Linked DNA regions of Gossypium hirsutum: region 2 is linked to region 1. Evidence: chromatin contacts called from public Hi-C data. All regions are on one chromosome and are shown on one strand. Each heading gives the region's core, a stretch centred on a gene start, on an enhancer-like site or on the middle of the called end of the contact. The rest is flanking DNA. Distances are from core to core; before and after follow the strand shown.

What was found. Hi-C and Micro-C count contacts between places; a contact is called where the count stands out from the background.
Region 2: a contact with region 1 is called in a Hi-C map of leaf, with 1.9 times the contacts expected there. The contact joins the promoter of LOC107956289 here to the enhancer-like site in region 1. A contact is called at or near these places in 2 of 34 Hi-C or Micro-C datasets (both in leaf).

Annotation. Positions count from the first base shown.
Region 1 is chrD04:12,888,659-12,894,301 of Gossypium_hirsutum_v2.1, reverse strand. No RefSeq gene overlaps it. Among protein-coding and RNA genes, the nearest start is that of LOC107955162, 14 kb to the left of the region's middle. Within about 2 kb of position 2,516, at least 3 of the 9 cell types and tissues checked have an H3K27ac peak or open chromatin away from gene starts, as enhancers often do. A contact at or near this core is called in leaf, where this site is marked.
Region 2 is chrD04:13,120,277-13,125,919 of Gossypium_hirsutum_v2.1, reverse strand. LOC107956289 (probable zinc metalloprotease EGY2, chloroplastic) reads left to right here and starts at 2,036. Exons shown (of 12, transcript XM_041092006.1): 1 at 2,036-2,448; 2 at 2,531-2,603; 3 at 2,858-3,001; 4 at 3,662-3,712; 5 at 3,807-3,917; 6 at 4,199-4,273; 7 at 4,359-4,464; 8 at 4,561-4,654; 9 at 5,121-5,274. The coding sequence starts at 2,294.

The DNA.
Region 1 (5,643 bases), core at 1,267-3,766:
GATTGTCACGCCATTCTCAATGGCACCATCAAAGTGGTCACGCCAAAGAAAATGGCTCCACCAAAATAAAAAAAAATTATTTTTTATTAACAAACAATTAAAAAAAAACTCAATAATTAATGAAAGCATGGTGGTCACGTCATTTTTATGACTCTACCAAATAAAATAATAATTTTAATTTTAATTTTAAAATTAAAATAAAAATCACTTTAAAACAAATTCTGACATAATAAAGGTGGTGGTGTCAATCTATTTGGCTCCACCACTATTAGTTATTTTCTGGCCCCCAAATTATTCAGAAATAATGATATTGGAGTGGTATTTATACATGTCACGCCAAATAAATTGGCTCCACTAAAAAAATTAATTTTTTAATTCTAGCAACTAATGATTGGATGACGTGGCAAGTGGGTGGCGCCAATTCCTTTGGCTCTACCAACTTTCACTATTCATTTCAAGTCATTTACGTACAAAATAAAAAAAACGGATCATTTCTTAATTAATAAAACAATTTTGGATTATTTTTATAAAAACAGCCAACATAACTTAAATAGATGAACTTTTTATGATTTATTCCGAACGAACCATAAAACAAGAGTCATTGTTGATTTTTTATGAACCAACTTTGAAACTAAAAAAAGAAAGGAAAAAAAAAATTTCAATATGCACAATGTGCAATTTAGTAGCATAATCTTATTCTCTAATCAATCTAGTCAGCTATAACTCAGTACAATTAGAAACAATGTTAGCTCATTACTCTGATGCTTTATACAAATTAAATAATTTAGAGTTTTGATTAGTTTGGAGTTGGATTCAAAATGCATTTTCAATTAGTCATTAGTAGGTTTTTCACTTAAAAACTTTACCATGACTCAAATCTTCATTTTAGCTTGCAGAGCATAACATATTTATATAAGCAATAACATTTTAAATCTGTCATGCACATAGCATTTGATTCGATTTATATTTCAACAATCATATAAACTTATAATTTCTATTCACAATTTTATATTTACCTGGTAATTCGATGGTTCTCGACATGTGTAAATTCTAGTGGAAGTCAAGGTTAGATATACAGTTCCAGTTTACACACTAATATACGCAAAGCGCAAATGATAACAATAATAGTAACTTTAGTGTGTCCAAGGTGCGAATGATAAGCAACTAAATTTCTAAGTGCAAAGCGCTCAATAGTAACTCTCAAGCGCATAAAGCAGCCTTGCAAACACAATCATTATAACATGCCAACTATATCTAACGAGATTAGTCTACAAATATTTAAAATGACTTTCATTAATTTATCAATCATTCTTCTTAGCTTACAATATATTTACTAAATTTAATTTATTCATTTTATTTTCACACTATTCAATGAAACCAATACAATGACAATTTAAAATAAATAATGTCTAACAATTCACTTACTTTGAAACTTATCTTGCTTCCATGACTAAACATCATAAATAAGGTCAATAATAAGATCATTAAAATCATAACACTTGACTTAATATTTATTATTAACCAAGGCAATGATTCTTATTTTTAAACAAGTTCACTAATTAAAATTCCATTCAATTAAATCTCCCTATTACTATCAATTTAATTTAAGTGCTAACTAAAAACACATAAACAAATAAGCATACAATCTAAGTAAGAATTCATTGATCAAGTTCTCCAAAAATGCAATTCCTCAGCTACTTTAACCTTAGCTAAGGTGTTAGGCCTTTCACCACTTTCCCTAGTTTTAAAATTTAGTGAGAAAATCCTAACCATTACTGTAAATTCAGGACATAACACTTTGACTCAATGATTGTTCACCAAATATACAATTATTGAAATAAAGTTCTTCTCACCTCCCCATGCGGTCACCCTCAAAATTTTACCCAAACTGCGAAATGCTTATATTCATCTCATGGGTAGCCATTCTACAGGGAGGTGGTGTTATGTTAGACAGGTGGGTTGATTGAAGAGAGTTGGATCATGATCATGATTTATTATTGTTGTTCGGATTATTATTTTTAAAGAGGATTTAAAAGTTGGTGATGTCATAATTGAAATATTTATGTTGCAAATAAAAATATATATATTTTAGATTAATTATAGGGAGGTCCCTAGCTTTAGTCAAAAGTAAAAAATATCATCAATAATCTGTTAGTGGATAGAATTTTTAACAACAATGACCAATTTGAACAACTATCCTAATTAGAGCAACTAAATTAACAAAATCACTAAAAATCAGACTATAAAAGTTTATCTGAAAGAAGAAATTCTATGATCTTAGGATTGTTTTATCTTTGAAATTAGTAGGTGTGAATTTTTAAAAGAGAATCTCTTTGGGATGTTAGAAAATTGGATATAAATTCAGAATCGTTATTTGTAGCTGCCACACTTTCCTTATTTCTCATTTGGCCCATTATAGATAAGAAATTAGGCATTAGAAGCCCATAGGTGACTACTAAATTGGACCAAATCTTTTATGAGTCGTCCTCATAGCTGCCCTCCATTATTATGTACCTAAACAAAAATAGTTGTAAACTCTGCCTAAATTCACATTGCTGCCGCTCAGACATGCCCCCACCATCCCAATAGTAGCCTTATTTTCTTCCTCAAAAGAAAAGCGAATTTGAACAACTCTTGCCCTTTTTTGAATTTATGCATTCCTCCTCACTTTTGAAAACAACTGTTCTACCCAATATAATTATTACATTTTTGGGTTTTTAATAAAATTAATATCAACTCAAACTTGAGTTCACATTCAATTATATTTTTATATTAAATAAAAATAATTATTTATGTATATCATGTGTAATGTGATGTTACATTTTTAAAAATTAAATTAATTTCTTATATATAATGTTACACATTATTTATGTAACATTTAATTATAGAGGAATTGAAAACGTGCCAAAGTTAATTCCCATTCAAATTATTTGACCAAGGTGCAGACGAATTTTGGTTTAATGAACCAAAAAGAAAAGACAGGAATTCTGTTTAATGACTTTCACATGTATTTATTTATGATCAGTAATATTTTGTTGACTTCTCCGCCTAGAAAACATCAAATTAATAAAGACAACGGCTAAATTTGAAAAAAAAAAATAGATTAATTTTGTAGAGAGAAACAAAAAATGTATACTGCATGAAGTCTTTCCTGTTGAAAACTCGTCTCATAGGATGTATTTTGTGGTTCTTTTTGTTAGATTGTTAAATGTTAGTGATTTTGTCTTTAATTTCTTTCTTACTTATATTTGTATTTTTATTTCATGTTATTTCAATCTTTACTTTTATTTTTAATTACTATTTTTAAGACATTAGCTTCTTTGGTTAGATGATTATATAATAGTCATTTTATCATTGAGTCTTTGATTTGATTCCTCTACTAAGTATAATTGTATTTTTTATTTCATGTTGTTTTAAGCTTTTTTTTTTAAAATTATTTTTAATTAATTTTTTTAATTAATAAATATATTGTTTTCAATTTTTTTTATTTTTAATTCATCTTTTTAATTAATAACTATTTTATTTATAAAATCAAATAATTATGGCCGAAAATCATTATTTTTAGTAAATATAATTTTTATATGTAATATTTATTTTTCAATTCATATCATGTGTAGTAAATTTTAGTATTATATATTTTTGTATGTGTATTTGAAATAATTAATTGAACATATAAAAATATTTGAAATATCATATCCACAATATAAATGAAAAAGCACTGAAATTTGAAATATTTTACTTATAAAAATAATAATGATATTTGAAATAATTATTTGATTTTATAATATTAGAATTCACCCTACCCACAATATAGGTGGAGAAAATAAATATTTGACATATAAATATTATATAAAAATAAAAATAAAAATATATAAAAAAAATTAGTTGATTTTTAAAAAAATAAAATATATTTAATATAATGTTAAATATCAATTTCATAATATATATTATTATATAATTGAAAATGATTTTTTAATTTATAAATAAAAGCGTTATTAATTAAAAATGAATTTAAAATATAAAGAACTTAAAAAATATATATTTATTAATTAAAAATATTAATTTTAAAAAATTGAAACAATATGAAATAGAAAATACAAATGAGCTTAGAAGAAATGAGCTTAGAAGAGGAATCGACCCTAGAACTCAAGGATAAAATTACTATTATTTAATCATCTAACAAATAAAGCTAACATGTTAAAAATAATAATTAAAAATAAAAGTAAAGCTCAAAACAACATAAAAAAAATGTAGGTAAGAGAGGAATTGAACTCGAGACTTAAAAGACAAAATTACTAACATTTAAACATCTAACCAAAAAAGCTAATATATTAAAAAATCAAAAAATACGCCCTATAAGATGCGTTTTCTATTTCTTTCTCTAAAATTAGTCTATTTCTCTATATACCCAAAAAAAATGTTACATTTACCTAAATATTTTTTGAGATCAACATTTGTTTTTCAGATTTAGCCGATAAGAAAAACGTTTTTGGATAGGAAAAAAAAAAGGGAAATCTCCTTGATACATGACTTAATATTGCCATATGTGTATAATATTAAAACTGTGATGTGTTATATAATTATTTAAGGTTTAAGTAGGTAAAAGTTCTTCAACTTTAAAAAAAATAGTAACTAAGATTTTATTTTTTACATTTAATTGAATATTTGAATTGTCAAAGCATTAAAAAGATTTTTTAGCTGTTAAAATTAATAGTTGACCCTTAAAAGTTAACAATACTCTTTTCTTTGTTTTTTTTTTCTTTCTTTTTTCAGTTATTTCCATCATGTATCACAGGTTGTGACACATGACGGAAAATGTTAAAAATTATTAAAATAAAAAATATATAAAAAATGTAAAAAAAATTAAATTTTATTTGAAAATTTTAAAAATTATTTAGAAAATAGAAAAACATTTTTACCAATTTTTTTAAAAAAATAAAAAATTCCCTTTTTTATGAAAATATATTATGAATGATGGAATGAATTTATTAATGTCAAAATTTGAGAAAAAAGTATTAATAAATTTTCATTTAAATGCCGTGGAATATACTTTGTTTATAGGAAAAAAAATCCCCATCGAGGAAGTGTTTGAACGGCTGAAATGTACCAGAGAAGGATTAAGCTCGGACGAGGGTGCCAACAGGCTTCAGATTTTCTGCCCCCACAAGCTCGAAGAGAAAAAGGTCTTTCGCACGGATTTAATTTCGATATTAATTACGTCCGAATCATAATAGATGTTAAAATTATGTTTTAAAAATGAACAAAATTCTCAAGTTTTGGGGGTTCATGTGGAATCCCTTGTCATGGCCATGGGTTATGGAAGCTGCTGCAATCATGGCCATTGCTTTAGCCAACGGTGACGGGAAGCCGCTGGATTCGCAAGACTTCGTCGCTATCGTTTGGTTGTTGGTGATTAATTCTACACAATGCTGGTAATGCTGCTGCCGCCGCTGTCCTTATAACCAAGGTAATTTTTATTACCTTCTTTTATAGCTTTTTAAATAATTTTTTATCGTTTTCCACGTATCACAATAACGGCGTGACACGTGACATATAGTGAAGATAATAACTTTAAATTTAATTTTTTTTATTTTCTACACATCAATCACGACGTGACACATGATAGAGATAATTGGAAAAGAA
Region 2 (5,643 bases), core at 787-3,286, 230 kb before region 1:
GTGTTAATTTTAAAAGAATGAGAAAAGATGAAAATTACTATCTAGGATTTTGGGTATTTCCATTTTTGTATATTTTCAAACAAATTTATCTTTAGCTAATAAATTTGTTTTTTAAGCTTTCTAGGTGAAAGAGTCACAAAGAAAAAACAAAATTGCAAAAAAGATCAAATTACACAATGCGTAAAATGTTGAGGGTTAGATATTTTAAAATCAAGACTAAATTGACACAATATATAAATGTTGAGGTTAAAGTTGCTATTATGTCAATTTTAAAAGCTGCCACTGTTAACCTATTGATATAGGGATGGCGTTGAGCTAGGTGAAAGCGAATATTGCTAAATCCACCACTGCTCTTCAGTTGGCATGTTTTGCTTTATCACTCACCCCGCTCCATTATGGATGCGCAATTTTGAAAATCATTACCACCTCCATGGATGTTAGATGCATCCATCCCCACTCCGCCCTGTTTCAATTTAATTTTTGCTACTTATCTTTAATATTTTCAATCTTTTCAAAGTCAAGTAAATATTTAAACATAATTCTTCAAAAATATTTAAACATAATATATATATGGATTTTTATATATTATGTTATTACATTTTTACCTTTTTAATAATTTATATATATAAAGACAAAATGATAATTTTATATAGTGGAGTAGGTCGGGGTGGGACAAGCAATTATCATAATCGCTTTATACCCACCTTTCAAAAGAAAAAGTCTCCTCGCCTCGCCCCGCATTCACTTTTCAAAAGAAATAATTTGCTCAATTCAGAATGAATTGATTCGAAATTCATTGTACGATTCGAGTTTTGCCATCCCTACGCTGGTGACCAGAAAAGATAAAATTGAATAGTTAGGTGACTCTTTTATAACTTTTCATAATTGAATGACAAAAAAATATTTATAATTGAGTAATCATTTTGTAATATTCATAGTTGGATAATAAAAAATGGGGTTTTTTTTATCAAAATAATATAAAATAATTAAATAAATACTGAAATGGGATAAACATAATAATATTTACGAATATAAGCAGGAGCTACAGTAAAAAATCAGTGCCGCCTGACCAATTGGCGACACCCCTCTCCTCAGCCATCGGTCACATTAGGTTTAAATTTTTTTATGGGTGCTGCCTGGTCAATCGGCAGCATCAGACTGAAATGTGATGAAAAGCTTTAAGGGTGCTACTTGACAGCTTGGCAGCACTAAACTTCAAAAGGGTAAATTGCTTAATTACCCCTTCTTATTTATTTTATTTTATTTCCCTTCCATACCAAAAATAAAGAGGCCTATTACCAATTAGTTCACAAAGTTTTTTTTTACTAAAAAGCATTTTAAAAAAAAATCGATTTAAACTGAAAATAAATTTTATTTATTTATCGAAAAATATTTTTTTCAAAATATTTTTTCTAGTTTGAATAATTTTTCGAAAAATAATTTTACAAAAAAGTATTTGAACAAAAGATTTAGTTTTTAAAAAATAAATAAAATTTATTTCCAGTCTGAAATTCGCTTTTTTACAAAAATACGTTTTAGTAAAAAAATATTTTGGACTAATTGGTAAGAGGCCTCTCTATTTTTTTTTGTGTTGAAGGGAAACAAAAAGAAATAATAAATAAGAAGGGTTTATGAAGTAATTTACCCTATTTGAAGTTTAGTGCCCTAAACTATCTGAAGGCTTTTCAATCAAAATGGTAATTTTGCATATCAGATCCCTAAATATTTTAAGTCATTATATTTTAGTCTAGTACCGTCGATTGACCAGGTGACACCGGTTTTTTACTGTAGCTTCTATCTAGATTTGTAAGTATTTATTTAATTATTTTATATTATTTAAGTAAAAAATCCTAAAAAGAAATTTAGAGTGACTAAGGTTTTGTTTTCAAGCATTACCAAGCAGGTAAGCTACTATTCAGATATTCATCAAATATCTAAGTAGCCTCTCAAAATTGAGATTCCTCAACAACAGCACCACTCAAAATAGTACACGCAATTTCACTATACACGTGTCTCAATACAACTGGTGCAATAGGTTTCGCCTTTCAATAATCGGATCTCCCAGAAATATCGTTCTCTCGCAGTAACTCCTTCGATGCAACGAGCAACAGCAAAACGGATAAGACTCCAAAATAACATAAAAAAAAAACTCCAATCTCTCTTTTAAAAATCTGCGAAGCAAAATTTTCATAAAGTATTGAATTTTTTTTCCAATGGAATTTGATCTTCAATTGAATTAAATTTACGTCTTTTGAGGAATTTGGATTTCATTTCTTTTAGAAAAAATAAAAAAATGAATTTAGCAGCAAGTTTCCGCGGGAACTTTGGTGTCTTATCTCAATGTAGCTCTTGCTGCGATCTTCGGTTTCAGCCATTGTTGTCGTCTTCGAGCTTTGCTAAGTCGCAACGGTGTCGTTTAAGGAGCTTGAATTTTTCTCGCGTCCCTAGGTAGTTTTTTTTCTCATTATTTTTTTAAAAATATTCTGCTAAAGAAGAAAGCTTATGAACTAATTCTTTATTCCTCTTATAGATTTTTCAGGAAAAGAGAGATGTTTTGTAGAGTGACTGAAACAGAAACTGGACCAGATAGTAATAATGATGTGGTAATTATTTTATTACTCAATTAGTTCGGACTTCTAAAAAAAATTCCTTTTTTTTATTTTCTTTTCTATGTTGATACAAATTTGGAATTATTGCATTTTTCATTAATGAATCTATCAAGAAGTTATGAGCTACTTTGTGAATGCACTCAACATGTGGTATTTTTGCAATTTTGGATCCAGCAGTTAGCTCAAGATGGTTTATTTTTAGATGAAAAGGGAAATGTTCTTTGATGTTCGATGTTGAATGTCTGTAGGAGGAAGATAAGCATGAAAGTGGAGAAAAGCCGGCAACAACTGATTCTGTAGAGGAAAAAGATTCCCAGATTGATTTGCAGCCCATAAATGTTCAACAAATAAACAATAATGATGCAGAAACTACAGCTCAAGGTGCTGTGCAGGTACTAAATTTCTATTCTGTAGTAGTATCCTTATAGTGACAGAATAGGGCAATAGGCAAGCCCCTACATTACTTGGTTCTCAATTAGAGATGGTATTTGTCTCGTGTTTTAAGGTAGTATATATTTATATAAATTTTAATATGCTAATATTTCATATTATATAAAATCTGAATGTTCTTGCATTTGTGTAATTTTTTTTCGTGTTCTTCTTGCTCATGTCTGTATAATCCATCATGTCCAAAGTTGCCAGGTTTGTTCTCAATGCAAGATCGTGCTACTGTGCTTTTTGCAGGCCACTTTGTTAGATTTCATGTTCATCTCCTTAAATTCGTAACTTTTGGTGATTTTTAATCCCGTTTCTCTATTTTGATAGAAATGTTTTTGTCCAATTGAAAGCTAGATGGTAGTTTAGCTATAGCTATAACTAGCATTATGTTCGAATATTGGTATGGGAGTATGAACCTCCTCAAATATATGGAAAACTTAGAAATTTGGGCATACGCATCCGACACTGACCTTGAGTCCAAGCAAGCTCCTGCCATACCTACAATTTGAAGTATTTTAGTACATGAATTCACATTCAGCTGCCATTTTGTAATCTGCAAAACATTAATCATAGCTTGCTCAACCTTTATCACATCAGGATTGTGTTTGATACAGGAGGATGACGCTATTGAAGTTACTAGTGGATCGCCTCTGCCAAGTGTGAAGGTGATCATGATGCTGTATCACTTCCTAGGCTGGAATTTACAAGAGAGATCTTCTTTTCCTGCTTCTTTTACATCTTCCCTTGTTTCCTGAACAGCCACAACAACTGGATGAATCAATGAGGATTCCAAAGGAAATCATTGACATTCTTAAGGATCAAGTATTTGCATTTGATACGTTCTTTGTAACGAGCCAGGAACCTTATGAGGTGTGTTAGTTATTTTGATAGTTCTAGGCTTCCTTGATCCTTTTTTTCCTTTTCTTTCAAACATGTATCAGAAGATTCTTAAGGGGCTGAAATCAACTAAAATTGCCTCTGCAACTTGAATTCATAACATATCCATGGAGATAATAATATTTACGTGGTTATAGATTGAACTTCTCCTTCAATAGGTGTTATATTGTCCTTGAGAATAAGATAGCAGAAAACTGTTAGCAATTTTATTTTTGTTTCTTATTTATGTTCTTTTTTTGCGTGATATTTGATAGGGTGGAGTATTGTTCAAAGGAAATCTTCGGGGACAAGCTGCTAGAAGTTATGAAAAGATATCTACTAGGATGCAGGTATGTTTACTCTGCTTGTTCCATTGTACTATTGTGGAGGTTAATGGCTGATTCTTTATTTAATTTCTTCTAAATGAATATACAGAACAAATTTGACGATGAATATAAGCTTTTCCTTCTTATCAATCCAGAAGATGACAAACCAGTGGCAGTTGTTGTCCCGAAAACAACTTTGCAACCCGAGACAACTGGTACTTGGCTATGCTATTATGTTATTCAAAAGTTTAATGTCATCCATGTCATACACCAAAGCCATTGCCATTAAGACTAAAGTATCCTTTTTGCAGCTGTCCCTGAGTGGTTGGCAGCTGGGGCTTTTGGTCTGTTTACAGTGTTTACCTTACTTCTTCGGAATGTGCCTGCATTGCAGTCCAACTTATTGTATGATTTTCTATTACTTTCATTCTGACAACTTAATCAAAATATTAACTGTGGCTTATTCCTGTCATCATAACCAAATCATAAGCAAGACAAAAATGCTACTATTTAGGCTGTTTTCCCTTCTGAGGATCATGTTTTGAGAATTGTACCAAGCTCATAAATACTTATTTGATCGATCACTCAGTTTGAGTATTTTAAGATGGTAAATAATACATTAGCCTTGTCACTTTAGTTTATTCCTTTCGGAAAATATCTGTCCTAGGTTTCTTGACAAAGATTCCTCTCTCTCTCTCTCTTGCAAGGACTCGTTTCTATCATCGTTATTTTTCTCTTGGTTCTTGGAAGTTTAAGTTGATTGTTTCTGATTTTTTCTTTGTTTCCCCTTTCTTAGAATTAGGAGAATTTTCCATCAGATCATTCAGTTTGTCTTATTGCATTACTGCGAATGATTTTGTTAATGGTCCAGATCAACATTTGACAACCTCAACTTGTTATCGAATGGTCTACCTGGAGCCTTTGTTACTGCACTTCTTCTGGGGGTACATGAATTGGGCCACATCTTAGTAGCAAAGAGCACAGGAGTTAAGCTTGGTGTTCCTTTCTTTGTTCCAAGTTGGCAGGTGATATATATAATTCTTTTCATTAATCCTTTGTTTCGGAACAAACTTCTCTTTTCCTTTCCCTTTTGTGTTCCTGTTAGTTGGTACCTTATATCTTTACTGCAATCTAGTGTGGAAATCATAGATAAGAACATTACCATATATCTTGGAGGGTCTTTGGAGCAGTGGCTGATCCTGGGATTAAGTTTTGACCTTTGGGGGGCGTAGTAACATTTTCAAAAATTTTAAGAGTTTAATAAGATATTTTTTTAAAAGAATTGGGGGTCTAATTAAAATTTTTAAAAATTTTGAGATTAATGAGACTTTTCTAAAATTTTAAGAGCTTAATTAAAGTTTTCTAAAAATTTTAAGGGAAAAATCAAAATTTTC